Linked DNA regions of Mus musculus: region 1 is linked to region 2. The links are chromatin contacts, called in public promoter capture Hi-C maps. All regions are on one chromosome and are shown on one strand. Each heading gives the region's core, a stretch centred on a gene start, on an enhancer-like site or on the middle of the called end of the contact. The rest is flanking DNA. Distances are from core to core; before and after follow the strand shown.

Region 1 (2,700 bases), core at 116-2,615, 360 kb after region 2:
ATTTTAATATAGGCTTCAGTGTGAAGATTAGAAAAAAGAAAGTCATTGAAAGAAAGTAAGCCACATCAAAAGAAAGAAAGATGTGTGATCCTTGAGAAAGAGAGGGGCACCTGGGCTTCACTTCTTAAAGATTTCCATCACTTCTCAGATACTGCTGCCAAGCTAGAGACTGAGCCTTTAGCACATGAACTTTCACATGCAAACTACAACATAGGGATGTCTCTCCATCCCAGTCTTTCAGCATTCTAAGCCTAGCTTCAGAGAACCTTTGGATATGGTAGAACCCTCACTGCTAAAGCTTCATTTTGCAATTCCTCTTTAGTTACCTTATTTGGGATTTAGCTGCATTCTACAGCTGTAGGCAAGTCCAGCTTCAGAATAACCATGGTTAAAACATATTTTAATGATTAGCCTATCTGAATACTAAGTGAATGCACACATGTATGTATTATTCACACACATATATACCACACTACATACTTGGAATTGAACTTAGGGCTTCATAAATGCAAGGTAAATACTTGATTATTTAGCTGTGTTCCTAATTCCACATTTACTGACCCTGTTATAAATGTAGCCAGTATTAATACTGAACTACTTTTCTAATCATTTATTTTATATATATATATATATATGTATATATATAACTTAAAGATTAAGTAACCTATAGTAATAAGTGAATACACATATGCATGTATTAAACACACACACATACACACACACACACGCTTGGAATTAACTTAGGGCCTCATAAATACGATAATAATACTTTGTTATTTGGAGTGTGTGTGTTTATGCATACACATTTAAATATGTAATTTACCAAAAATTAAAGAAATTACAGTCTGATTTTCTACTATTTTAGTATTATTTAAAAATATAAGCAAACAATATTTAAATCAGAGACCATGAGGCTTGGGAATATATCCCCATTTTGGAAACTGAATGAGAGACATTTTTCCAAAGACCTCTTACGGTGCAGCCTTGACCTGGCTAGTTTCACCTACACTGCCTTTGCTGTTTTTCAGCTGCACCAAGAGGCAAGACACCGTATTCCATACAATTTAGAAACCCTTGATTGTGTTTTCATAATAAAATATTCATATTTTTGAACTAACTGGATGAGAAAATGGGGATTTTAATTACGGGATAAACATGCTACATAAATAGGCTACCCAGGCAGCGAGGGACTACTTCCCAGACCCTTGGTGACTGAAATGGGATAATTACTAAGACAAATGGCTCCATCTGATCTATTATCCCTCATTCTACCAAGTTCCAGCAGCCTCTCTCACCCTTGCTTTATGCCCACTTGACAATGGAGCAGAAGGCAATGGCTTTTGCTGTAACTGTTGATCTTGATTGCTTGCAATCTTCCACCCCCAGGGGTTTATGTGCCCCCCTTGATTAGAAGAAACGGCCCCCTACTCATCCTGTCAAGACGTCCATGCTGCACAGTGAATATGGGAGAAATCTCATTTTAGAGACAAGCATTTTCTGTGAACTCTATTAAGCAACAAAGAAGCCGGCCTTTCATAGGGTCACATTTCTAGGATATAATCACCAACTTCTTGGGTGCAATATAAGGCGCCTGCCAGAGTCCACTGTTTCCACATTCATCTGCGATTATTTCATGATGGCAGCATTCTCCAGGGAGTTGGAGATGCTTTCTGCACATTTTAATGAGCCTGTCATCCTGCCTCAAATTTCTCCCTTCAATCCTTTATTTCTTTCTGATCCCTTTCTTTCATGTGGTGAGCAATGTGTATTTGGAAGGCATAGGGAACAGAGATTTTAAAAATGTCATTCAGAATAGATGGAAATCTATTGTCTTCCCATCTTGGGATTGAGCAATATTTTGTTTCCTGGTTAAATAGGGTGAAAAATATTCTTTATCTGTGTTCCTGGGAAAATGACTTAAAATGGGACATGGAACTTTAATAAAGAATACTTTTTTTTCATGAAGATTTGAAGTGTGTGTGAATGCAATTATAATAAAAGCACTATAACAAACATTTCTATGTAGTAAGAGTGGTCAGGCTTGGACCATGACTCAGCAAATGAATATTCTATAGTTCTTGCACAGCTCTGATAACAATATTATATTTTTAGAGGTTAACTTAACAACAAATACAAAATTTAAGATTTAATTTAAAACATTGCAAACAAAAGAAATGTCAGAATAGTCTGCATATTTTGTATAATTCATTGTACTAATTTTGTCCTATATTTTATTCTGTACTAATTTTATCCTATATTTTATTCTGCTTTATATTTTTCTCACATTAGAGCTTCATTTTATAACCAAATTTACCATGGGATTCAGTATTAGTAAATGTTAGAATAGAGTCTGATTTTGTAAATAAATTTACTTTAGGATTTATTATGTAAGAACTGTCAATTAGGGAATATTTTAATGCATCATAGCTACCCATCAATGATTTTTATTTAATTTTTTTTTCTGGTAGCCTTTGTTAGCAAAATAATGCCTATGACTAATGCTCCCTGTAGCTTTCCCTATTTAAATTAATCTGGTTCTTTATCCCTTGCAAACATATGTATGATCTGCTTCAATCAGATTTTCTCAAAACAAAGGAAAGTATTCGCCATTTCCCCCCAAGGGCTTTACAAATGATATGCATTGAACTAATCCAATTGGACTAATATGATTATTTTTGTGTGTATGCAGAATGGTGTAGG
Region 2 (2,700 bases), core at 125-2,624:
ACATACACACACACACACACACACACACACACACACACACATACACATGTGTGTGTGTATTCACACACATTGTTCTTATTATTTACATAATGAACACTGTGTTTATTTCTAGGAAAAGTGGGCAAGAGGAGAGGAGGCTCGTTGGAATGAGGTAATGAGGTAAAAGGGATGTTGGTGAAATGATAACGGCAAGAGTTGCCGAGAGTGCACAAGAGGAGGATGGCATGTCATGGAAGAAAAGTATTTCTTCCTACAAGAGAGAAAGGTGAAAGGATGAACAAAGAATTCTAAATGTTCTGGGAAAATTTTTAAAATTACAGAAAAATGAAAAGCATATGGGTATATGGATGCATGCATTCTGAAATTATTTAAAATTCTAGGTTTTATTTAATGATCTTTCACATTTGATTTCACACCTTTTCTTTGGTCAAACATGTGAGGTTAATTGTTAATCATGACGGTGGGGCCCTAAATGCTTCAGCCTGCATGAGCATCCCCGCTTCCCACAAGCCCCCGAAGGACACCTAGCTAAACACTTCCACCCTGATGTTAGTACTTGATTGTTATTCAGCTCTCCTATGCATCCTGTAAGAACAAAGTACCTTGACAATTAGGGTGTGTGGAGTAGAAGGAGGAGGGGGACAGTCAAAGACTAAGGAATCACCTTGGGGAACATTCAGTAGGCATGAGAACCTCACAGTCCACAATTGGGAACCGCTGTTTCTCATTCTTCTGCTACCTGGCACCCTTATGGACACCATGACCGTACCCTGTTCCCCCAGCAAGCTCTCTCCAGAGATGTACCACCTAAGGCTCTGACAAGAGTAAGAATACTAGCTTCAGACACACTGCTAAGCTCTCACTCCCTGAATGTCACTGTGCTTCAGTCTACTGGGACAGCTGGACTAGTGCTAGCAAGGAAAGCATCAGTGGCTGTCATTTATGTCTGCTTTGCCACGGACATGGTGTTTGGGAAACTTCCAGCTATCAGATAAAGTTTTATTTTTATCTTTGTCAACTGAAGGGATAGAACGATCCTGTGTGAAGGAAAGTGAATGGGGTTCATGTATTAGGTGGTCTTATAATTAATCTAAGGCAATTAATGAGAACGGTAGACCGGCAAATAAAAATATATAGTTCTAGAATTTAAAAGAAGGAAAATAAAGGTGGGAGATCTCTCTCTCTCTCTCTCTCTCTCTCTCTCTCTCTCTCTCTCTCTCTCTCTCTCTGTGTGTGTGTGTGTGTGTGTGTGTGTGTGTGTGTGTGTGTGTGTGTGTGGTGTATGTCTGTATCTGTGAAATCCCAGACACACCGCGGACGAGCTGGGGGCGGGGCAGGTCTCTGGCAGCCAGGTTCGCCCTGGCTTCTGGGGTGAGTCCCCACGCTGGAGCAGCTCCCAGAGCCAAGCAAGCTTCAGCTCGGGCGACTTCTGCAATCAAGCGGCTGCTGCAGACTCCGCAGCACCAGCTCTGCGATGGGACACCTGTGGCTCTCAGGGACCTGGTTTCTCTTTGGGCTGCTTTGGTGTGCAGCAGATTCCCACAAAGGTAACGCAGTGGGGGAAGGTCGGGAGCCAATCCTGAGACCCTGCTCTACTGGTCACAGGGAGGGGAGACCACCTGCCATCTGCCCTGGGCAGACGCCCTTCTGGGAACCTAGGGTCCTGGAAGGTCGGCAACAGCCTTCTGACTCATACAGAGACAGTACCGAGAAAGTCTGAAACAGAGGTTGGAACCCAGAGAAAGACACCAGTACAAGTAGGGCTAGCTCGAGAAACCTCCCTCATAATTGTTGATCAATGCTGGGGTTGAACTGAGGAAGTTTCTCACCCCCCTCCAGAGCGGCATAATTTTACCACCTGAACACCCCCCCTACCCCCCACCCCCACCCCGTTCTTCTTGCTCTCCTTGTGTCTCTTTCTCAGCAGAAGGGAAAGCTCTTCCCAGGAGGTCAGGTTGTGTTGTGGCGGGTGTCTGTCACTTCCAGGGTAAGCTGCCCAGTGTCTTCAAAGCAAACCCCAGGAGAGGGCTGGGGAGAACGTGATAAGAAATTGGAGTTGTGTGCTGAGATAAGGAGAGGATGAACTTGAGATAGGAGAGGCTGCAATGTCTGGAGATGGGATCCAGCTCCCTGCAGATAGATCCTCTCTTGGCTCTCGGGGGCAGGGACTGCAAGTAGGCACATACTGCAACACACTGTAAACTCAAGATCAATGCTAACCTGAAGCTCGCAGGCGTTGGGTCCGGGCGCGGAAGCCTCCGTTCTGCTGAGGAGCTGTGGCTGCCACAGACCATGCTACACGTTTTCAGACAGCAATGAACTACCCAGTCAGAAGTTCCTTCACCTTTTCTCAGAGATCCGTTTCAAACAATAATCTTTGGGGCTGTTCTTTGTGCCTTAATGTTTTGTACTTACTCTAATAAATTGTTTTTGCGTCTATTACAATTGCCTCTATACACTCTAGGCAGAAAATAAAACACCTCTAGCCACTGTGCATCGTATTTCCTAGCCATGTTCAAGAATTATGTACAATTCTCCAAAGAAGCTGCTGGCTTTGCCTCGCTGGTCTAGTAACTTCTATTAGAGCCTCCCTTCTATTTCTGAATGGTAGACCAAGGCTAACTCATCCATATTTGCCCTTCAAGATGCAGTGGAGGAATTCCATTCTAGAAACCAGAGTGGTCCCAGAAATATGAGGGA

Evidence for each region. Promoter capture Hi-C pulls out the DNA fragments that hold promoters and counts their contacts.
Region 1: a contact with region 2 is called in a promoter capture Hi-C map of the C10 cell line. The contact joins the enhancer-like site here to the promoter of Pkhd1l1 in region 2. A contact is called at or near these places in 14 of 39 promoter capture datasets (the C10 cell line, the HPC-7 cell line, cranial neural crest and 7 more), 1 of 15 datasets of contacts at CTCF or cohesin (the NIH/3T3 cell line), 79 of 484 Hi-C or Micro-C datasets (the 3T3-L1 cell line, 3T3-L1-derived adipocytes, the AML12 cell line and 42 more), 5 of 115 datasets of contacts at active chromatin or transcription factors (embryonic basal ganglia, embryonic forebrain, embryonic hindbrain and 2 more) and 1 of 9 other capture datasets (embryonic stem cells).

Annotation. Positions count from the first base shown.
Region 1 is chr15:44,813,281-44,815,980 of GRCm38.p6, forward strand. No RefSeq gene overlaps it. Among named protein-coding and RNA genes, the nearest start is that of Gm33852, 23 kb to the right of the region's middle. Within about 2 kb of position 1,366, at least 3 of the 459 cell types and tissues checked have an H3K27ac peak or open chromatin away from gene starts, as enhancers often do.
Region 2 is chr15:44,456,079-44,458,778 of GRCm38.p6, forward strand. Pkhd1l1 (polycystic kidney and hepatic disease 1-like 1) reads left to right here and starts at 1,375. Exons shown (of 78, transcript NM_138674.3): 1 at 1,375-1,547. The coding sequence starts at 1,475.